7 separate regions of the Mus musculus genome follow, and all the other regions are linked to region 1. Evidence: chromatin contacts called from public Hi-C and promoter capture Hi-C data. All regions are on one chromosome and are shown on one strand. Each heading gives the region's core, a stretch centred on a gene start, on an enhancer-like site or on the middle of the called end of the contact. The rest is flanking DNA. Distances are from core to core; before and after follow the strand shown. Region 1 holds the start of Ubald2 (UBA-like domain containing 2). Region 2 holds the start of Cyth1 (cytohesin 1). Region 3 holds the start of Syngr2 (synaptogyrin 2). Region 4 holds the start of Slc9a3r1 (solute carrier family 9 (sodium/hydrogen exchanger), member 3 regulator 1). Region 5 holds the start of Tmem104 (transmembrane protein 104). Region 6 holds the start of Tnrc6c (trinucleotide repeat containing 6C). Region 7 holds the start of Fdxr (ferredoxin reductase).

The links. Promoter capture Hi-C pulls out the DNA fragments that hold promoters and counts their contacts. A called contact is a pair of places that touch in the nucleus more often than the background predicts.
Region 2: a promoter capture Hi-C map of liver shows a contact between it and region 1, with 4 times the contacts expected there. The contact joins the promoter of Cyth1 here to the promoter of Ubald2 in region 1. A contact is called at or near these places in 2 of 39 promoter capture datasets (both in liver).
Region 3: a contact with region 1 is called in a promoter capture Hi-C map of liver, with 5 times the contacts expected there. The contact joins the promoter of Syngr2 here to the promoter of Ubald2 in region 1. A contact is called at or near these places in 2 of 39 promoter capture datasets (embryonic stem cells and liver), 1 of 484 Hi-C or Micro-C datasets (B cells) and 1 of 115 datasets of contacts at active chromatin or transcription factors (pancreatic cancer cells).
Region 4: a contact with region 1 is called in a Hi-C map of CD8 T cells, with 3 times the contacts expected there. The contact joins the promoter of Slc9a3r1 here to the promoter of Ubald2 in region 1. A contact is called at or near these places in 1 of 39 promoter capture datasets (pre-B cells) and 1 of 484 Hi-C or Micro-C datasets (CD8 T cells).
Region 5: a contact with region 1 is called in a promoter capture Hi-C map of pre-B cells, with 5 times the contacts expected there. The contact joins the promoter of Tmem104 here to the promoter of Ubald2 in region 1.
Region 6: a promoter capture Hi-C map of liver shows a contact between it and region 1, with 4 times the contacts expected there. The contact joins the promoter of Tnrc6c here to the promoter of Ubald2 in region 1. A contact is called at or near these places in 1 of 39 promoter capture datasets (liver) and 2 of 115 datasets of contacts at active chromatin or transcription factors (embryonic stem cells and pancreatic cancer cells).
Region 7: a promoter capture Hi-C map of liver shows a contact between it and region 1, with 2.3 times the contacts expected there. The contact joins the promoter of Fdxr here to the promoter of Ubald2 in region 1. A contact is called at or near these places in 2 of 39 promoter capture datasets (liver and pre-B cells) and 1 of 115 datasets of contacts at active chromatin or transcription factors (pancreatic cancer cells).

Annotation. Positions count from the first base shown.
Region 1 is chr11:116,432,630-116,435,696 of GRCm38.p6, reverse strand. It overlaps Ubald2 (UBA-like domain containing 2), which reads right to left and starts at 1,603. Exons shown (of 3, transcript NM_176902.3): 1 at 1,269-1,603; 2 at 1,076-1,138. The coding sequence starts at 1,388.
Region 2 is chr11:118,247,125-118,250,191 of GRCm38.p6, reverse strand. It overlaps Cyth1 (cytohesin 1), which reads left to right and starts at 1,634. Exons shown (of 14, transcript NM_011180.4): 1 at 1,634-1,753. The coding sequence starts at 1,732.
Region 3 is chr11:117,808,151-117,811,217 of GRCm38.p6, reverse strand. Syngr2 (synaptogyrin 2) reads right to left here and starts at 1,551. Exons shown (of 4, transcript NM_009304.2): 1 at 1,415-1,551. The coding sequence starts at 1,513.
Region 4 is chr11:115,161,857-115,164,923 of GRCm38.p6, reverse strand. It overlaps Slc9a3r1 (solute carrier family 9 (sodium/hydrogen exchanger), member 3 regulator 1), which reads right to left and starts at 1,583. Exons shown (of 6, transcript NM_012030.2): 1 at 973-1,583. The coding sequence starts at 1,398. It overlaps Rab37 (RAB37, member RAS oncogene family), which reads right to left. Exons shown (of 9, transcript NM_021411.4): 9 at 2,684-3,067.
Region 5 is chr11:115,185,981-115,189,047 of GRCm38.p6, reverse strand. It overlaps Tmem104 (transmembrane protein 104), which reads right to left and starts at 1,561. Exons shown (of 10, transcript NM_001033393.2): 1 at 1,450-1,561; 2 at 726-838. The coding sequence starts at 770. It overlaps Nat9 (N-acetyltransferase 9 (GCN5-related, putative)), which reads left to right and starts at 1,649. Exons shown (of 7, transcript NM_025400.4): 1 at 1,649-1,929; 2 at 2,211-2,299. The coding sequence starts at 2,223.
Region 6 is chr11:117,652,862-117,655,928 of GRCm38.p6, reverse strand. It overlaps Tnrc6c (trinucleotide repeat containing 6C), which reads right to left and starts at 1,640. Exons shown (of 22, transcript NM_198022.2): 1 at 1,243-1,640.
Region 7 is chr11:115,275,367-115,278,433 of GRCm38.p6, reverse strand. It overlaps Fdxr (ferredoxin reductase), which reads left to right and starts at 1,465. Exons shown (of 12, transcript NM_007997.1): 1 at 1,465-1,625; 2 at 2,252-2,355. The coding sequence starts at 1,547.

The DNA.
Region 1 (3,067 bases), core at 354-2,853:
TCCTGAGTGCTGGGATTAAAGGCGTGCGCCACCACGCGGGGAGGGGGGGGGGCGGCTCGTTTTTGTCAGAAGAAAAAAGTGCTGAGAACAAGATACAGCAGAAGATCCACATGTAGTCTTGTCTCCTGGGGACAAGGACACCAAAAAAAACAAAAAAGTCCAATGGCAGATCTCTTAGGGAATAATGTTTTACCACCCCTCTCCTGGGCTCAGGCCCTCCTACACGTTTGGAGCTAATAGCTAACTAGGAGTTAGAGCAGAGAAGGGATGTGCCTGGCCTCAGGAAAGCAGGGTACCCACTGGCCAGAGGGCAAAGGCTCTAGCCTGGAGCCAAGTTGGAAGAGGACAAATCCAGGCTCCAAGAACTATTTCCTGGACTGTTTTGTTTCTTAACATACTGAGATTAAAAGAAATTCTTGGCCTCACCTTAGGTATATAAATCTGTATATCCTCCATAAAGGTTATGTTCCCTGGAGGCTTTGGAAGGGCCAGCCTACCTTTGTGGGTAGAGTTGGACTTCCGGAGCCAGGGTGGATCTATCCCTCCCCTGCTTCCTGCAGCACTGGGTGGGTGGGTGGTGTGTGTGTGTGTGTGTGTGTGCACACGGCTGTGTTTGTTGCACCAAGACACAAATCCCTACCTCAGTCGTGTGTGTGTGTGTGTGTGTGTGTGTGTTTTGCATCAAGACACAAATCCCTCAGTCCCCCACCACCCCGAAGTCCCCAAAGGTCTGGTTATCCTCGAGCCCCTTCCCCATCCTCTGCTATCAGAATCGCAACATCCTGCTGGAAGCCGTCTTCCCTTCCTTCTACCCCCACCTCCCCAACACCAAGGCCCTTACACCCAGGGCACAGCGCCCAGCACAGGGCCTCAGGCCCCGATCCAGCGGCCTGGAGGCGGGTCCCAAAGTTGGGCGAGCCAGCGCCGGCCTGGGAGCGCTCTTTCCTGGAAGACATTTTGGCTCTTTGTTTACATTCGCGGCGCGCCGCTCCCCGGCAACATGGCTGTCACCGGCGCGGCTGACAGCGACCCTGCCGCACCGAGCGCCCCCTCCGCGGCCCTGGGGAACACTTACCATCTGCGGGTGGTGGTGGCTGTTGGGAATGTTGCTTTCTTGAAAGAACGTGCTTAGGGCGGTCTGCGGACAAAATACGGGACGCAGCGGCGTGAGCGAGGCCTGGCCGCCCCGGCCCCCCCCCCCCCCGCCGCGGCCCCCCTACGCGGCCCCCGGCTCCCACGCGCGCTCCCGACCCCGGCCCGGTGCACACCTCGAACTGCCAGTGCGCCGCTTGCAGCAGCTGCTGCGCCTGATCGGCCGCGCAGCCCGCGGCCAGCACGAACTGGTTGATCATGACCTGGTGCCGCAGCTCGTCCGTGTTCACCGACATGGCGCTGGGCGGCCGCCCCGGGCTCACGCTCGCAGCTCCGCCGCCGCCCGGCGAATGTTGTGGTTCGGCTCGCGCGGCCGCGCCGACGCCGCAAACAACAGCGCGGGGCGGGGCCGCCAGGCCCAACGTTCGGGGGCCGTGAGCCGACGCCGCTGATTGGCCCACGCGCAGCCCAGCCAGCCGCCGGCTCCCACACGGACGTTCGATTCGAATCCTGCGGCGGGCCCGGCCGCTCTGTTTCTCTCCTCGCCTGGCCGCGCCCATTGGCGGAGTCGGTGCCGCGGGGGCACCCCGGCATTGGCCAGCCTCCGTGTTTTGGCTCCTCCGAGTTGGTGGTTGGCTGGGGCCGCCATCGGGAGGCGGGGCGTGATGCGCTGATTGGCCTACCGTAGGCCTGTTTGAACTCAACTCGAAAACCCTGACCGCGTTCTGATTGGTGGAGGTCATCAGTGTTTGCTGTTGTAGGCGTGGGGGTGGTGCTGGCCAAGTTCATTCATTACTTCATTGAAACTGAACATGCTCAGCTGGAAAAGCAAGACGGAGTGGCTTTGACTCATTTCCTCTGAAAGATGTGGTCATCTCGAGAAACAGAACGATCAAAATAGAAAACACACAGAACCTTCGCAGCTACTCGACTCTCAAGAGTATTTAAATTTTTAAATAGCTTCTAAACAGTCTCTCTTAAAAAAAAAAGAAAAGAAAAAGAAAACTTTTGAAACATGGCAGACAGATCCTGGGTTCAATTTCTTAACACCACAAAACAAAACAAAACAAAACAACACAAAAGAACCAGGCGTAGTGACCACATGGTTTTAATTTCAGGGCTCAGTGGGAGGTAGAGGCATTCGGATAGCTCTGAGTTCGAGGCCAGTCTTGCCTACATGGTGAGTTAGTTCCAGGACAGCCAGCAGGGCTACATAGAGAAACTCTCCAAACACACACACACACACACACACACACACACACACACACACACACACACACACGGGGGTGGGGGGGAATAGCCAGTGCCAGGGCATGCTTTGCATAATCCAGCCTCGGGGTTTAAAAACCTTATGCTTTAAAAAAAAAAAAAAAAAAAAAAGTACCTGTTTTCAGCATGAAGACATTTTCTTTGTCATTATTCCCTGATCAAGAGGACATTGATACATCTATTCACATGAAACTTACATTGTATTGGGTATTAAAGTGACCTAAAGATGATTTAAGGTACACAAGATGGTGAAGTTGGCTGGTAGGAAAAAATGACACATGGTATAAGAGCCCCACTTATCCAAGGATTCTAGACCATGGGGAGCGGGCAGGAACTGTTTCCACCCTGATCTGGAGGATCGGATTGGGAATTTACTGTGAAGGCTCCTGTTTCAGGAAGACATATACTGTTTTTCATCAGAACTAATTACAGCGAAGGTTCTAACTAGTTAGGGTGTGCAGAACAGAAGGACAGAACAGAAGAAAGCAAACCTCACTTCTATTTCTTTGCCAGTGAAGGCAGAGGCAGTGAGAGTCGCTTTCCATGGTGTGGGTGTAAAACCAGACTGGGGTTGACAAACTTGGCAGCAAGCGCCTTTACTCACTGAACTCTTTTTATTTTACCTAAAAGGACTAAATGTTCTCTTTAAGAGAACTTGCCCGTTTTTTAGAAAGTATCTAGCTAAGAATAAGGTTACAACTGATGT
Region 2 (3,067 bases), core at 385-2,884, 1.8 Mb before region 1:
CCTCCTTCTTCTCCTCCTCCTCTTCCTCCTTCTCCTCTTTCTCCTCCTCCTCCTCTTCCTCCTCCTCATCCATTTCCTCCTCCCCCCACACACAAAATGTTAACATCTTTAAAGAAAAAATAAGTCCCACTTTCTCCACCTCCCCTTTCATTTCTGTCAATTTTCCTCATATATCTTTCTCAGAAAATATGCATATACCCACTGCAGCATGTCTGCCACAGGACACAGGTATAAGGTGGCACACTGGGGAATTTAAATTTATTTAAGTTGTACAGAGATTTTGAGCAATTACAGACTAAGGCTGTTGGCCATGGGGGAGAAAGGATTGCTGCAGCCCATCCAGCGAAGAGAAGGACCCACAAGGAAAGACCTGACTCTCCTTCCTCCCCATGTGGTTGGCCTGGCCCCTTCATGCCCTGCAGAAGCCCAGAGATTCCCACAACCCTCTACAGGCAGTGATTTGCAGAGAGAGGGAGCTGTGGGGGTAGAAGGCTGGTTCTGGGGCTGCATGGGGGATTTCAAGTCTTTGTTTCAATCAGGAAGACCCGTCCCAAAACTTCCCAGTGTCTCTTTTGCTGTATTTGTAGGTTTTTGTTTTGTTTTGTTTTGTTTTGTTTTTGAGGTGGAGTTTCACTATATTGTCCTCCTGCCTCAGTTTCCTGGGACGCTAGACTAACAACAGGTATGCCACAGGCAAGCACCACTACCCCAGGCCTTTCTGGGGTAAGAAGGGTTTGTGCATGCTGTGGTGGAGGACATCCTGGACAGGGACCTACCACCCAGAGATGCCCCAGCCCATATAAGACCCTCTGAGTCTGGGAATTAGTTTTCTCCTTTCCCCTGGTCTCTGGGATGCAATCTAGGGTCTCTCACATTGCTAGGCAAGTGCTCTGTCATTGAGCTGCAATGCACTCCCTGCTGGTCACTTGGCTAGAGTTCACAGGACAGGGTGTTCCCTAAGGGCCTTTTCAGATCATTGGTTGGTGCTTCCACTGATTAATTCTGCAGAGACCTCCTACCGCATAAATGCTCTCACCTCCACAGAAGCAGCCCCTGGCCACAACTGCAAAGGGGGATCAACCGGTCCTCCCGAAGAAAGCAGCAGAGCCTGTAAATTGAGGCTACTAATTTGGAAGTTATGTCCTCCTGTGCAACTTGGCGCCGGTAGGAAGTATAAGTAACGAACACAGATGAGTTTAGGTAATTTCCTCCTCGACGTGTTGGTGTCCGAGGCGGATACAGCTAGGGCCACCTTACCCTTCGGGTTATACCCGTGACCTTGAGTATGTTTAACCAGCCGAGTGGCTGGACGCTGGCCCTGGCTAGTAAACCACGCCCGCGGCCTACGCACGCTTGTGAAACTTGAAACCCGAAACTGCCCTGCCCCGAGGAGAGGGGGCGGTACCTAAGGAGAGAGGGCGTGACTTGGGGGCGGAGTCATAGATAGGCAGAGCCTAGGTGCCGCGCTTGCGTAAACGCAAACTAAAGAGGTCCTCAAGGGGACGGGGCCTAGAGGGCGTTCACGCACGCGCGTTTTGGCTGTGGGCGGGACCTTGTGCCGGGGGCGGTGCCTCGGGCGGCGCGTGCGCAGGCGCGTGCTGGGCAGTGCGGGCGCGGTGCGGGGGGCGGGGCTCCGCGGCTCGGAGCTGGCCTGTGGCGAGCTGGTGTCTGGCAGGACGCGGGCTGCGGGAGGTCAGTGGCGGTCGCGGGCCGGAGCCGGTCGCCAGCACCATGGAGGACGATGACAGCTATGGTGAGTGGGGCCGGTCCGCTGCCCCTTCGTGAGCTTCCGCCTGCGCCGGTGTCCCTGGGACGGGACGCGGAGCGCCGGGTGGCGGCAGTGCGAGGGCCCGGGGGTGACTGCCCAGACGCTCGAGGGCCTGAGGGTCGCCGGGGCTGAGGGTCGCCTGGACCTTTGGGTCGCCGTGAACTGAGAGTCACCCGGGCCTGAGGGTCGCTGGGAACTGAGTGTCACTCGAGCCTGAGGGTTGCCGGGGCTGTGGGTCACCCAGGCCTGGAGGGTCACGGCAGGGGTCGCCCGAACCTGAGGGCGCCGACGGAGACGGGTGTAAAACCGGGAATTGCTTTCGGGCTCCAGGACCGAGGTTACTCGGGCCTGGGGGTCGCTGGGGCTGAGGTTTGCGAGTCTAGGGGCCCCGGAAGGGGAGTCGCCGGGGTTAGAGGGTCTCCGCGGCGGGGGTTAACCGGAGCGCTGAGGGTCATGAGGATGCTGAGGAGCCCCGGGGTGCCGAGGGGAGTCAGGGCCAGGTGACCGGGGTCGTAGTCTTTAAGACGAGTCGCCTGCTGCTTGTCACCGGGGTGGCAGACGCCGCGAGCGGCCGCGGGACTAACACGCCCGGCCGGCCTGTGTTCCCTAGTAGTTTCCGGCTCTCAGGGGTGTTAGAAGTTATGTGCCCCATCCAGCTCTTTGTTCTGAGATGAACACAAGTGGCCTGACCGGGGCCTCTGAGCCGGGGACGTCGGTCAGGTTCGTGCTACCGTCGCATTGTGAATTAGCTCCTGGTCCCCTGGTCTGTCAGTCAGGGCCTGACCACACCGGGCAAGGGGATCAAGTTTGAGCTGTTGCCTGAAGGTAGCCGGGTAATGACACCAGTCCACATCCTCCACCAGGGCAGAAGCGATTTAGACTCTCCTGGCTAACCTTGCTGCTTGTTGGCGAACAGCCAGGGCTCTGGTCCCTCCGAGGGTGTGCAGTCTCTGGAGTTGTAGAAGGTTATTTGAAATGCTTTACGTGGTTGTTAGCATTGTTTCCAGGAGGAATGGAAGAAGGAATGGCAGGTAGGGCGAGTGGTGACCTTTTACTGGTTTGGCAGGGAAGTATGGCTCAGGAACTTAACAAGCTTATACGGCTTAGTGGAGCCAAACTCCGGTGTGTTGCCTCACAGGTAACTTTGCCTCCTCACACTCTGGTGAGGAATATTAAAGTACCAAGAGGGAAGAGTGTTAGGGCTTTGCAGGGGAGCCCTTAGAGAACCCTGACCCGGTGAAGCCATGAGGATTATGGCTAACAACTCCCAGAGCTTCAGATGTGTGAACACTGACTGTT
Region 3 (3,067 bases), core at 302-2,801, 1.4 Mb before region 1:
GCTGCCTCAATGCTGATAACCACCTCCCATTTGAATGAGTTTTAAATAGGATGGGACACAAAATCACGGAGGTGAAACTCAGTGTTTCATCTAACCCTCACCCCAACACCCTGCCCCAAGTCAACTCTACAGCATCAACCAATATCTTCCAGAACACCCTTCAACAGCTGCCCTATTTCCCTCCAAGACTCCCCCTAAAGCAAGAGACTCCCCAGTCAGCCAGCCTTCTCCCTACAAGGACTTCCGGCTTCTTTGGCACGTCGGCCCCTCCCCTCCAGAGAACTACTAGTCTCCACCCCCACAACGGTTCCCCTCAGAGCAAGGTTCTTGGGGTGGTCAGATCCACAGCCAGACTCAGATCCCGCAGGAGCCAGGACAGAGGTGGGAAAGTCACCAGCAGAGACTGGCCAAAGTTTGGAAAGCAGCTCCTTTGGAATCGTCCTAGTCATTTCGCTTCCTCCCCACACCCTAAGGCCACCGCCAAGCCCACGTCAAGGCGGCAGATGCAACTGAGTCTGTGGGCACCTGGCTGCCTCCAGACTTGCAGGACCAGAGCGATCCTGCGGGGACGCTCTCAATAGGATTGTGGAACTGGCAGTCACAAGCCCCGCCCCCAGCTGTGGATGAAGCCGGAACTCCAGGACTGGGCGCGGAGTATGGGTCAGGGCTCCTGGCACTGCCATCCTGACTGACAGGGTACAACCCAGGACGGAGTCACTAGATTCCACCGCTAGGCTGGGAGATTCCGGGGAGCCAGGGCACCTCCAAGGCTCCAGGCCCAGACCCCCTGGGCGCAGTGGGGCCACCCTCAATCTGGCAGCTAAAGTCTCAGTTTTCAGTGTTTTCATCCCAAGGTATGGAAAGCTGCCCCCGCACGCCTGGTACAAGGGGGCTCGCCCCGCTTCTGGGAAGGGAGTGCATTTGGTGGGAAAGCAGACCTGTTGCTAGCCTCTGAGAGGGAAGGAAACTCTCCTTCAGAGTGCCAGGCCAATCCCCCTCCTCGCACCCCACGTGGCTGCAGAAAGTCCCTTCCAGGTGAATTCCCTAGGCTGGGAGCCGCGGCGTGCCGGCCACCTGCTGTGCCGTGCCCCTCTCCGGTCCCTCCCAATGCCAACAAGGCGACAGGCCTGCCTCCCCGGAGAACTTCGGGGACGTCCCGCACCAGAGCGGCCTGGACCAGTGGTCCAGGGTGCGGCGGGGCCCGGCCCGGAGTTGGGGAGACAAGGTCCGGAGTGGAACAGGCGACAAAACCCACGGGCTGGAGGGGACAGAGACGCGGAGGGGCACGGGGCCCCGCGCTCTCCGAAAGGCCCAGGACGCGCAGCCGCCGCCACCTGTCGCGCTCTGCGGCCCGCGGCCCCACGGGCCCTGGTAGCCAGGACGCCCGGCTCCGGGTCCTCGCTGGTGGACTCACCATGCTCACGAGGCGCGTCACCACCTGAGGCTGAGACAGGAAGCGCCGCAGGTCGAAGGAGCCGCCCGCGTTGGCCGCGCCATAGGCCCCGCTCTCCATGTCGCTTTCGCCACCGAGCCGCGGATGGCCGGGAACTAGCCGGATTGCCCCGCCCCGCCCACGGGGGCGGGTCCGGCCGCCGACAGGGCGGGGCCAACCGCCGGGAAGTAGCCCCTCCAAACTCGTGGAAGTTGGCAGCAAAACTTGGAGCTCGCAGGAGGCGCCAGGGTGCGGAAGGGGGAGGAAAAGCTCACCCCTGGGAAATATGTCCTACTGAGTTCATCCAGAAAGGATCAAAGAGTCCCCAAGAAGAGACATCCTAGGCGGCTCCCACTTTACTCTTACTTACACAGTGCCCTGGTGAAGGTCCTCTCCCATAAGCCCTCCAGACACCCAAATCCCACCAATCCAGAATCCAGGCTCGTAAATACCTGGATGTCACTTCACCATTCTGCTCCAGACCAAAGGACTGGGGCATAAGCTCTTGCCTAGCACATCAGAGGCCCCCAGTTCCAACCTCTGGACTACTGTAGTAATTAATAACTATGGCCCCCACAGTTCTGGCTACTCTTTGCTCTGGAGCTAAGCCTGAAAGCCAAAGGGCTCTGAAGGGCAGATTTCTAGACATCGTGATCACATGCTGCAAAGTACCTGGTGGCTGTTGTCTCAGGAAGAGAAAGAGGGCAGGAGAATAAGGAGTTCAAGACAACCCTGAGCTATCTGAGATCTAGTCTCAAGTACACACATACTGAGGATTGTAATTTTAAAAATTAAAACAAATGAGATCACTAGGTCATAGACTCCAGCTCCCCCTGTCCCCCAATAACATTTAGAAAGGGAACCTGATGCTTAATCGGAAGGGGTCGTGTGTCAACCCAGGGCTTCACCTTGGCCGCCAAGAGGCCTCCAGATATCCTTCTGTTGACAACACAAATTTGTTCCCAAGGAGACCATGGCTGTTGAGGGGTGTAGAGGGCTGAGAAGTGACACAGAATGGAGTCATGACAAGATGGCTTTACCACAGTCACTTCAATGGATAATGAATAATGAGACAGACTCACCTCAGTAATGAGGGGGGCTGGACAATAAGGAAACTGAGGCAGAAGCCTGCCCCACCAGAAGGGTCACCACTCGGGAGAAGACAGGAGTAGGCACAAGAGAGACTGGGCCTTCTAACAGTCTATCTGCGTCTATTTGCACCCTCCCCACACTAACAGAGCCTGTGACAAGCCGCTGGTAGGTGAGCCCAGGGCTACCTCCTAAAATCTGTTCATACACGCCATGAGTGTTTGATGAAGGAGAACTGGCTGTCAGGACTTTCCTACAAAGCCTCCCTTTCTCTCTCTCTCTCTCTCTCTCTCTCTTTCTCTCTCTCTCTCTCTCTCTCTCTCTCTCTCTCTCTCTCTCTCTCTCTCTCTCTTTCCTACACAGAGAAACTCTATCTCAAAAAACCAAAACCAAAACCAACCTTTTGCCATTACATCATTACATGTAATTGGTTTGTGCCTGGGGTGGGTGGGTAGAGCACACGAGATGACACATGTCATAAAAAGGACACCTTGTAAGACATAGCGCTTGCTCCCTTCACAGGGTGGGTCCCTGGGATTGAACTCA
Region 4 (3,067 bases), core at 334-2,833, 1.3 Mb after region 1:
GCACAACTCCTGTTTTGCCAACTGCCCCTCCAGCAGCTGATCCAAACTGGGGTTGTTTGGGGGAAATACCAACCACTGGCAAAACCCAACCAGCCGGCTTACAATCGCTGGACAGAGAAGAGGAGACACCAGGGCGGGACCACCTGCGAGGGTCGGCTCTGCAGGACGCTGCCTGGCCTGTTCCTGCTCCCTCCCCCACCCATCTTTCTCCTTTTCCTCCTCTTCTAAGGTCCTCCCACCAGGCTCCCAGATACCAGCTAGCGAGCGCTTACTCCTCACATTCCAGAGGACCATAAATCCTCCGGGGTGGCAGAGCCACCACCCCCAAGACGCTTCTGCACCTCCTCCCGGCACCCCACCCCCACCCCTAGCTCCGAGACGTTGAGACTTCCTCTCTTTCTTAGAAGTCACTTTAGTCTTGAGAAGGATGAAGTCCAACCGGTGTGAGTTAATGATGCACAAACTAGAGGACCCAGGATGTGGGTAGGGCTGAAGGGGTCCTCCCAGGGACCCTTAGTTATTCAGCCTTTAAGCCACTTTGAGCTACCATCCACAGGGACTGAAGAGAAGAGAGTAGAAAGAGGGAGGGAGGGAGGGAGATGCGGGGGGTGGTGGGGAGAGCTCTTAGCTTAGCTGTAGGCAAGGATAACCCAGGAATGAGTCCGGGTTGTGGGGCGGAATCCAAGGAATGGGAGCAGAGAAGGGGACTGGGTTTCTTTGCGCCGTCTTCGCAAAGTTCAAGCAGTCAGGAGATGCAGGCGGCAAAGGAGCTCCGCTCCCCAGCCAGCCCGGACAGGGCGGTGGGGTCGCTGGTCGCACTCCGAAGCTCGCCTTAGAAACTGCGAAGGCTCCGGGACAGAGGGCAGAAGCCGTTTCCTCCTCGCTGCTCGAGTTTCAGAAAGTGCTTGGAAGTCCGGGGTGCCCGAGTCTCTCTAGAATCCTAGTCCTACACCAAGCCCAACCCGCACTTACCAAGTGGCTCTTTTCGGCCTCATTCTGGTCCCCAGCCTCATGAGTGTCGGCGGCCGCTGGAGGCTCGGCTTGTTCGGACTTCTCCTGGGGGCGCAGCAGCTCTTCCCGGATCGAGACGCCCAGCTTCTTGAGACGCTCGTCGGTCTCCGGGTCGACCACCAGCAGGCGCACGGCGTTCAGCGCTGCGCGGATGCGGCTCACCACCTGCTGATGCGTCTCCTTCTCCACATTCTCACCGTTCACCTCCACCAATCGGTCTCCAGCCAACAACCCCGACTTCTCGGCCGGCGAGCCAGGTTCTACCAGACGGATAAACTGGCCCACCTTGCCCTTCTCCCCGTGCAGGTGGAAGCCGTAGCCATTTGGACCCTTCTCCAGGCAGCAGAGCCGGGGCAGAGGCTCCCCGGCCGCTGCGTCCGCGCTCATCTTGTTCTGCGAAGGCTCAGCGCGGGTGCCGTCGGAGGCCGGGGACTCACGACCTTTCTCCCCGAGCCGCAGAGCTCGAGTTGGGAGCTGAGCACCGCACGGGGCACAGGGAACAGGTGTCCCGGGAACCGCGGTTGCGAACGCACAGGAAGGGAGCCGGCCAATCCCCGCCCTGCGCGGCGTCTGAGCGTTCCAGAACCCGCCCCAGCTCCTAAACCCGAGGGCGGGGCCGCGCGGTGGGTGTGGATCACAGTAGACCAATCAGAAATCACGAACCGGGCTCTTGCGCCAGGGTGAACAAATCTAACCAATCAGGAGAGTGGGGCGTGGCCTGCACTCGGCGCGGCACCCCGCAGCGGGAGAAGAAAAGAGAGCCCAGGAAGTGGAAGTGTTTGTTACCAAGTGCGGAGTTGGGCTGATCGGGCGGGGCCGAGGCCGGGGCTGGGGCGGGGTTCCAGGTACTGAGCCCAGAGGCCCCACGGGCTCCGCTCTGGTTTCCACGTTGTGGAGGGGGATTTAGAAGAGCTAGTCTCTGGGTAAAGGATTCTCAACGCTTTAACCGCCTTGAGCCAAAGCCTGTTGCATAGCTTGGCCCGAGAGAGGGGAGCGACAGTTGCTGGGGAAACCACCCCATGCTCCCCCACACTCACTCCTCCCCCTCCCCAGAGCCAACTTAAGAACCGGACGGATGTCTTCTGTAACACAGTAACACTGTAACAGGGTAACTGTAACAGAATAACTCCGGAGTAGAGTTGTTTAAATAACAAAGTTTCTTCTTGTGGAGCCGCCCCTCTATCCCTGGACATGCATATAGACAGAGGTTTGGGCTCTGATCCCTTCTAGAAACTTGTAGGGCTTGGTAGAGACTGAGGCTCCTTGCAGCCCACCTGGAAGACAGGCTGTCTGAGAACAGATAAATGAATAATAAATAAAGGGCTTAGTTTTGGCAGTAGCCTTTAGCCACGGAGAGAGGGCGGGTGAGACAGCTAGGTAGTCAATCTCAGGATTCACTTCAGAGGGAATGGAAGACTGGCTTTGTTCAACAGAAAAATGACTTGGATTGTGAGATAAGCATTCCAGCTCCCTCTTGCCAGCGCAGATGTGGCCACAGAGGCTGGGGGTGGGGGAGGGTAGTCAGTTAAGGGTAAGTTGAACCTATGAGGACGCCAATGGGTGAAGATGGAATGATTCGGACATTGGGTAACAGTTTCCCACAACGTGCCACGTAACAAACTCTCTAACACGATCCTCCTTCTGGGAATAAACAGAGGGGGAAAAACCGGTCAGAGTATATTTTCCAAAATACTGCAATTTAATTCTGGAAAAACAGAAATGCCAGAGGCCCAGAGCTATGTATGTGACTAGAGCTCCAGCAATCAGCTCAGAGCCCCAGAAGAGAACCCGGAGCCCAGGCTCCTCCCTGATCTTCCTATGAGAGGTCACAGAGAGTTTCCTTATCAACCCAAGTTTAGAGTGCTGACTTTGCTCTGGGAGCAAGATTTCTGCCTTGAAAGCAAATATAGTAACCTCAGATATGTGTAATGCATACTTTCTTGGAGCCTCACTCGCTGCCCAACCTATATAGATGTAGTAAAGCTTCCTTTGGTCATGGATCTGCACACCTCCGAGTGTCCTTCCTTCTAAGGGTCAGATCAGAGCTTTGGGAGAC
Region 5 (3,067 bases), core at 312-2,811, 1.2 Mb after region 1:
CCGAGACAGAGGGGAATCAATCGCTCTAATTGTCATAATTGCATGCTCTACCAAACTGCAATTGGGAGACTCTGCAGTTCACCACCTCTTTCAACATCCAAGACCACAAGAGTTGTGCAATTTAGAATTTAGCGAAGGAAGAAAGAGGCTGCTGACTACTGAGAGGAACACAACTCCATGGCGACAGCTGTTGGTGACTGCCCAGCTGACTGGCAGAACTGTGTGTCATCTGTGGGAGTCCTGAGATAGATATTATGGGAGACTAGCAAGTTAACTACTATTTGGCTTGATGCTCTCTGATAGGTGTCTAAAAGGAGAACTGGCCTGGAGAAACAGCTCAGCAGTTAAGAGTACCTGCTGCTCCTGCAGAGGACCCGAGTTCACTTCCAGCACTTACACTGAGCAGCATCCAACCATCGACAACTAACTCCAGGGCATCTGGTGCCCTCTTTTGGATTTGACAGGCATGCACATATCCATACGTAGACACATCATTTAAAATAAAAGCTTTAAAAAATTATAAACAAATGAGGAACGAGCCTGATATATAGAGTCTAGCTAAGACAGCTGAACCTGACTGGAGCTATGTGGAGTTTCCGTTGTGTTTTTCACCAGGGTCTATTTAAACCAGGGCCATAATTAGTATAGTCCACAGATAGCAGTGGGCTTCTCTAGAAACCAGGAGCATGGTGGTGAGCAGAACACATTTATGGAGAAGAACTCACATAAGGAGAATAGAGCTCTCCGGTCTCTGTGATCTCGCCTGCCATCTCCAGAGAGTGAGGAAGGGCTGGCCCAAGAGGTTACTTCTATGCAGTGGCAGCAGCAGCCGCAGCTCCTAAGACAAAAGAGTAGACTTTAGTTCTCTAACTGCAGAGATGAGACTGGGGGTGGGGGGTTTGCAGTCTGCCGCTTTCACCTGTAGCCCTTTTAACTCAGACACTTTGGTCTCCCTATCTGCCATGAGACAGCCTTGGTGGGACGCGGCTTCCTGGACCATGTCTTCTAACTTGATTTGCTATGCAAGGCACTTCTCGGTGCCTGGATGCTGCTCACACTCCAAGTGACTGAAGGGGCTTTCCGGGCCTCTAAGCCTCACTAACCATCACAGCCCCCTTTACCCTAAAGTGCTTACGTCCGTTTCATTATCTATGAGCTCACTACTACACAGGACAGCCCACACAGCTGTCTGCTTCTCCGCCCACAGCGGGAGTCAGCTTTTCCAAGGTCGCCCCTCCATCCTAACTCCTTGTCCCAAAGCCTCTTCTTTTAAATGGGGCCTCGCGCACCGACACCTGCCTTTTGCTTTGCCTTAGGGTTTCCCACCCTTAAGCCTCCCCTCTCTTCTCCAGAGCCGGTCCCTCAGTCTCCCCTTCCCCTCCCTTCCAGGTGAAACTCTAAAATTCACATCCATCTTCACCCTGTCCTGCCCTCCTGCCCGTCCCAGACCTGCAGCACAGCTAGCTTCCAGGCACAGTGGCCACCGCCTCCAGCTCTGCAGCTGCCACCCGGCACCAGCGGCCCCGCACCAGCGCCCGCTACGCGCACGCGCACGCTTCCCAGTCCCCCGTCCAAGCGAGCGCGTGGGGAGGGGCGCAGTGCGTTGATTGGATGCCTCGCGGGGGCGGGGCCGGGATTGGGCTTTGCGGCTGCCGTCTGCCTGGCGGAAGCGGACAGCAAGCCCCTCTACGCGCATGCGGAAAGCCTGTTTCTCCGGGACAGACGCTGACGCCTGTCGTTGGGGACGCCTTCCTCGGCAGGGGGTGGTTGTGAGCTTTGCAGTTTGCAAACTACAGCGCTTAGACGGCCGAGGAACCACGCAAAGGGCTGAGGCCTGAGAACTTTGAGTGGGGCTTGGGGACAGGAAAACGGAAGGGCCAGAGCCGAGTGACGTGGACTCTGGACGCTGGAGGCTAGGGTTGGAAACAGGTTAAAAAAAGGATTAACAGGTCATTTGGGGGTGGACGGGCATGTTGTGTAGGAATGGGCTGGAAACCGAGCCAGAACTTGGCCCCTGGGTGAGAGCCCAGATGTATTGACCACTTCGGCTCTTTCTCTTACAAGAGTTTTAGAATCCCCGTTCTTTCACGTAGTTGTGAGGGGAAGGCAGGACGCTCTTCTGTCAACATAGCTCCACTGCTACAGAAAGAGTTCCACCCTGCGTGGGAAGACACTATGGGGGCTCTGAAGTCTTTAACTCTCCCCACTAGTAGGCAGCTACAATGAAGCTGAATCAGAACACCATGCTAGTGGGCAAGAAGGTGGTCCTGGTACCCTACACCTCCGAGCATGTGCCCAGGTAACTAACTCATTACCCGACTGGTTGTAGCGTGGAGGGCAATTGGAAACAGGGTGCCTTAATCTAGGAGCCTGTCTTGTTTAACAAACGTCACTTGTGTGGTGCTGTACACCTTTGATTCTGGCCCAACACTTGGGAGACAGAGGCAGGTCCATCTCTTCCGTGAGATTGAGGCTAGCCTGGGCAATATAATAAGTTCCAGGCCAGCTAGGGATACTTAATGAGACTGTGACTCAAAGTGGGGGGTTGGGGGTGGGAATTACATGCAGGAGGAATAAAGCTGAAGTGGAGGGCTCATTTTTCATTTATTTTCCTTGTCATCCATCTCTCTGCTTTCTTTTTGGCTTTTCAATGAGGGATTACATCATCTAGATGTGTGTGTAACAAAAAAACAAAGCCATGTCTTCTTCCCTCGTTCTAAATTACTTATGGCGTTCCCTGGTATCCTCTGGAGACTTAACGTGTGCTTGTCCCAGATGTTGAATTCATTATTTTGATGCCTACTGTTTAAAGGCCAGAAGTGAGATTCAGGGACTCTTTGTGAGGTTAGTTGGCAAACATCTGACAGATTGAGAAGCTGGCTCTGTAGGGGACAATAGTTTTGCATTGGGGAGATCTGTCACCCTGCCTTGTAGAGGTCTCCTCAGCCCTCTTTGCTGGGCTGGACTGGCATACCCTTACCCTCAGGAACTGGGGGAGTGTTTGGTTTTATATTACCTGGGTGGGAAGCTGGGCCCCTAGAGCTACCCTCTCTGCTGCTGCCTGAGA
Region 6 (3,067 bases), core at 391-2,890, 1.2 Mb before region 1:
CAGGTTTTAACTGCTACGGAAGCATTCGCTACATCTCACCTACTTGGCGAAGCCGCGGACCAAGCTACCCTAAAAAAGCAGAGACGGCGTCGGGGCGCTCGGGTTTCCTTATCTGTTAACCCGGTCGAGGTAGCTGCATTGGCGGCGGTGGCGGTGCGTCTTCCTAGCACGCAAGCACTCCGCAATCCGTTTGCAACACCGTTACAAATAAATCCACCTCATTTCACAACTGTAGGGGGCCCTCGGGGTCGCCCATGGCTCACCAAACAACGCCACACTGCGGATCGGTGTATGCCACCCTTTGGGAACGCACGGTCTGCAGGGGACCATGCAAGGGGAGCGGGTATCATCCACCACTGCATTAGTTTTAAGAGAACGAGAGAGCGAGCGCGGGGGTTGGGGGGAACGGCTAAGTGTCCGACCCCTGGGTCCCCATCCCGATGTCGCACGCCCGGCCAGGAGCTCGCAGTCCGTGCCTCTCCTCCGCCCGTCAACCCCGGCCGGCGCCGCACGCGGGTAGCTCGGGGCCGCCGCGCTCCGGCTCGGCCGAACAAAGGGCCCGAAGACCTCCGGGCGCTGCGGCGGTGGCGCTCTCACCTGGGCTCCGTCCCCGGCGGCGGCTCCGCGGGGCTCCGGCGGCGCGGGCCTGGCGGTGGAGAGGTCGCTCTCGGCCGCCCGGGGCCCTCGGGGGCGCTCCGGCGGCGGGGGCCCGCTCAGTGCCGGCGCCGCAGGATCGAGTCCGGGCGCGGGCGGCGGGTGGGCGGCGGCACGTCCCGGCAGGTCCAGGTCCAGTGCCCGCGACGCCGCGACGCGCCCTGCTCCTAAGTCTCGGCGGGCCGCGGCTCGGACGCAGCCCGGGTCTGAGGCGGGGACGGCGATGGGCGGCTGGGCGCGGGGCCGCTCCGCTCCCTCCGCCTCAGGCTCCGGCTCGAGCGGGCCCGCGGCGGCGGCGGCGGGAGCGCGACGGCGCGAGGACCGCCTGTCACGGGGGCGGCCGGGGTGACCCGGCGGCTCTCAGGGCTGCACGGCGACGCGGACGGCGACGGCGGCTGCGGCTCCCGGGGCCGTCGCGCTGAGGTGCGGAGCTGCCACCGCGGCCATCTTGTTGCTCTAACTGACAAGAACCCCCCTCCCCCCGCTCCAGCCAGACGCGGCGCTCGCGCCCCCGGCCCCGCCCCGCGTGGGCCTCCAACAGGAAGTCGTACCGGCCCCCGGCACGTGACTCCCACCGCATCTGCATACCGGAGGGCGGAATGGCCAATCAGCGCCCTGATCCTGAGCTCCGCCTCCAGGCAGTGCTCCCGATCCCATTGGTTCGTCACGAAAAGACCACGCCTCCTCCTTCTCCCCTAATACCCGCCCGCGCTGTGGTCGTCCAGACCGCGCGTGGAGCGCGCGGGGGTGCGAGCTGCGCGTTCTTCACGCGCCTCGGACGCGCGCCTTTCCTCGGAGCTGACGCTCCTTCCCGGTCAATGCGGAGAGCCGTGCGGAATTCTCCCGTGGCCGCTTGCCTTCACGCTTTTGGGCACTGTGACTCCGCGTTAGCTTGCGCACCAAAGGGCCGCAGATTCAGTTCTGCGTAGCCGCCTCCGTTCTCCGGTTCTGCGCCCCGCCGTATCCCGGGTTTGCGCAGCGTTTTCGCCCGGCGGCGCTGGCCCTCTGCGCAGCGGCGCCCTGAACCTGGCGCACGCACTGGCGCGCCTCCGGCCCGTGCCGTGCACACGCCCTGTACCTCCCTACGGTGCACACTCGTACGTGCGCGGGACGCGGCCTAGAAGCTCGCTGCGCGCTCCTCGCGGCATCCTCTTGGCCCCCTCCTTCGCTCAGAGGCTCCCCGGGGATTGCTCTGACGCGAGCCAAACAATCCCGGCTGCAAAGCAGCCCCCTGGGGAGGCCTGCTTTCCCCGCAGCTACTCCACCCTACAGCGAACGCAACCTGCCCACCCCAAGCCCTGGGCTGAGACTACACACCCCGCATTTTCTTCCTGGCTCTGGGAAGCCCGCGGTGGTCCTCCATTCTTTGGCTCCTCCTTGGTATACATATACGTAATAATCTGGTGGGTAAGGTCCGAAGCACTGTGCGCTCCGTAGAGTCCCTTTCAAGTTTCTGTTCAAGCCACGGGAAGATTTTGAAAGCTCATATTTTTCTCCACAGAGGGTGATGGAAGGAGCCTAATTCCTCTCCACCACCACTCCCGACCCTGATGTTCTGGTAGATCCGCGATGCTTCTGAAAGTTGTCAGTGCTGTAAGAGGCCATTCCCTGTCTATGTGTTCCCGTCTGGAAGAAGAGACAACGCTCTAGTAGTACCTTCGAGATGCAGTTTTGCTGCCGCCAGTGTCATGTTTTGAAATGTTTGTGGAGAAAAGGGACACAACAGACTTGCTGCTCTCGTTTCCCTTCAGGGTCCCGTGAGCTCTGTACACTCCTTTCTTTCTATTATATTTTAAGCCTTCTGGTCGTCAGATTTACTTACTCTCCGAAGTCGGCTTCAAACGTCTGTTGTGTATTTTTCATCCTGCAAACCCATATCCCCTAGAAAGATCTGATGGCAGATGTGGCTCTCACAGAGACTTCTGCCTTTTCTATTCAGCATTTTATTGACTTCAGTTTAATTCTTGACTGCTGAGAACCTGTATCTTTTGTGTCTCAAAAGTCCAGATATTATCACATGATCCAGGAAGGAGCACAAATAGCATCCTGCAGTTACACAGCATGCACTAGGTAGATTGCTAAATCCATGAGGAGCCCAGAGTCTGGGTGCAAACAACACTGTAAAACTTCAGTTATTGGAATATTGAACCAAAATGACGTCATTTAGCATTTGTCCTTGCCATTCATTGACTTTGTGACCATGACCTCTCCTCTCTTCCAGCTTTCTTTGTGATCGTCCCCTCCCCTCGAGCTTACTTAGCCTGGCACAATAAGGATCTCTTCCTACCTTAGATATCCTAACACCACTAGAAAAGGTGGGCTATATCTTTTGGAATGAAAATTAGACTCATAGTTTGGAATATGGACTTGTGGTGGTAGAAAGAATATTTGAGGAAGAGGGGTGTACCTCAGA
Region 7 (3,067 bases), core at 216-2,715, 1.2 Mb after region 1:
GAAAGTTGAAATGGACTGACTCAGCATGAAGTTCACCAAGCTGTCACCTAGCCGTTCATCTGGCCCAAGAATTCCAGATTACAGTCAGGTCAGTCAAGCCAGTTTCCATTGGTATGACCACGTTCCTACTGCCATTTCCCTCTCACAAAACAAGTGGCATACTGTTTTGTGAGATCAGGTGCCACTCTGTATACAGCCCAGGCTAGCTTTGTACCTGAATTATGGAATAGAAGATTCAGCTAGGGGCGGGGCGGGGCGGGGCGAGGCAGGGGGCAGTTAAAACGTAGAGCAATTTTGTAAGTCCCTGGGTTCAATCTTCAACAAGAATAAACAAGAATCAGATGTTGTGAGGATGACAGGTTAGTCTTCCAAGAAGGAGAAGGACTCTCAGAGAAGCACTGGGCTTGTCTGGTTAGAGGTGACAATGGGTCCTGCCCTTATTTTAATTATATTTTTTGTGGTGTAATCGAAACCAGGATCATGTGCACATTAAGCATTCACCCTTCTTCAGGTCCTGTTCTTGTGTAGAAAACATGTGTGGGTCGGCTGGAGGGTAAAGTTGCTTGCCCTCAGCCTTAAATGAGTCTGAAACCCAGGAATTCACGTAGAGGAGGGAACCAACTCCTATAAGCTGTCCTCTGACTACCACACACCACGCGAACGCTGTGGCAAGTGTACACCGGCCCCCATAAATAATGTAATAAAATATATAAATGTTAGAAAAAACTTTTAAAAGATATTGATTTTAGGCTTTGCATCAATTTTCTTTTAAAACATGGAATATGAATGATTTACCTTGACTACTGAGCTTTTGGGTGCCCCCTAAGGTACGGTCTCACCCTGATCCCTGTACTGTCGGACCAGGGTCGAAGGTCGGGCTCTGGTCTCAGTGCCAGAGGGGGAACTTCTTCGCGTGTTTCCTCCCCCATCGTGGGAAGAGGGTGACTAGAAATAAGCTCTTGAGAGTTTAACACTTGTCCTTCTCTGACACGCACAAGTAGCTGTTTGAGGCTACATCAGTTCAACATCCAGACTTAAAAATCGAGGAGTCAAGAATAGCGGATACACGAGACTTCCGGGCTCTGGCCTTCTGATTGGCTGATACAAAAATCACTCAAACAACGACAACGGGGCATTGCGTCATCAGCGAGCGGCAAGCTTTACATAAAGTAAGCTCCTTTCCAATTGGCTCCCTTCTTCAAGAGCAACTGAAACAGCATAGGGGATTCGCGTTTCTTCAAATCTAGACTTCCGGCATCTGGAGGTACTAGGAAGACCGGAGAAATTTGATAAGCTTTTGAGGATTGGACGTTCTGGGGGCGGGGCCTTGGCGAGATGGGGGCATGGTTCTCTTTGGGGGCGTGGTTATTTCGGAAATCTTGGTGAAGTCTCCAAGTTGATGTTTCTAAGCAAGCGGGAGGCGAGGCTTGGGGCGGGGCTCCAGTGATGGGCGGGTCCAGAGGAGCGTCCTCGGCGGGCTGCTGGACCTGCGCTCAGCACTAGAGTCATTGCTAGCTCTTCCGCTTGCTGGTTGCACTTCTCAGCCATGGCTCCTCGCTGCTGGCACTGGTGGCGCTGGTCCGCGTGGTCTGGGCTTCGGCCGTCTCCCTCCAGGAGCACTCCGAGTAGGAGCAGGGCTCTTGGGGGCTGCACCAGGGCGAGGGGAGGCCTGTGATCAAGAGCGGGGGTCCGAGCAGAGCTGAGGCGGGGCTGGAGAGGGGCAAAGCTGAACGTGTCTGCTCTTGCGGGAGAAATGGGAGTGATGGAGAGGGGAGGATCTGTGCAAAGAGATGTAAGGCGTCCTGGGTAAGACAGCTCAGTAAAGGCTAAAAGGATAGACCATGAGGTCTTTATGTGTGATACGAGGTGAACGGAGGTGACAGGCAAATTCGAGGTGAGGAGATGAGCAATAGAGTTCTGTGGGGGAAAGAAGGGCTAGAAAAAAGCAAAATAGAAACGTGATGGGCATATGAAGACATGAGATCACATAAGGAACCTCTCAAGAAAGATAGTGCTGTGCAGGACAGCTTGGGGGATAAGGGGGTCTGGGGCAGATTATTTGTTATTGTTCATGGGTGAGACATGGGGTTCTGGATAAAGACAGCTCTGGCATTCAGATGAAATGGTGAAGCTTTGAGGAACGGAAAAAGGAAGATGCAGGTGAGGGTGAAGGCAAGGTGCAACTGGACAGAATTGGTTTGGGGTGGTAGGAGGGTGTTGGTTTGACCCTGCTGTCCCCTGCTCTACCTAGCCCCAGGCTTCTGCCAGAAGTTCTCCACACAGGAGAAGACCCCTCAGATCTGTGTGGTCGGCAGTGGCCCAGCTGGCTTCTACACAGCCCAACACTTGTTAAAGGTAAGCGAGGCACTCCTTCCAGGCTCCCTTCTTACCATTCATTTCTTGTCCCAATTCTGGGGGTAGGCTCCAGCCCTTTGGTTTGTCTGACAAGGAAGGGGCTTTTGACTAATGTAAGCTGTGTTCTTTCTAACTGATTCCACAGGTATAGCTGAGGCGCCCTAGGTCCTCAGCTGTGAGAGACATGCATTTGTTCCATGGATGGTGGTTGGGGACAGATGGGCAGCTGTCTTCTGCTTTGTAGGGAAGTCTTTTTCAGTCTAATGGGATGGCTTTCGCCTCCCCTTATCTTTACGCTTCTTTATCTCCAGCATTTTATATTTCAAGGCAATCTTGTCTGCAGCTTTGCGCCCTCCCCACGACCATTCTCTTCCACAAAGGCCAAGGTCTCAAAGCTTTCAGTATTAGTCTTGCCAGACAGGGCCTCAAGGTTGCCAGATGTACTGGAAACTCTGTCTCAGACCTTAAAGCAAAAGAGGAAGGGGGCGGGGTACTGCAGAGAAGGCTCCGTGGTTAGGAGTGTTTATGGTCTCACAGAGGACCAAAAGATGGGAGTTGGGTTCCCAGCACCCACACAGTGGCTCACAACTCAGCTCCAGGGAACCCAATGTCCTCTTCTGGCCTCTGCTTGGCCCTTCATTCTTGCACACACACAACATACATAACTAAAAGTGATAAAATAAGTAATTTTAAAAAGTAAGGAATACTGAGC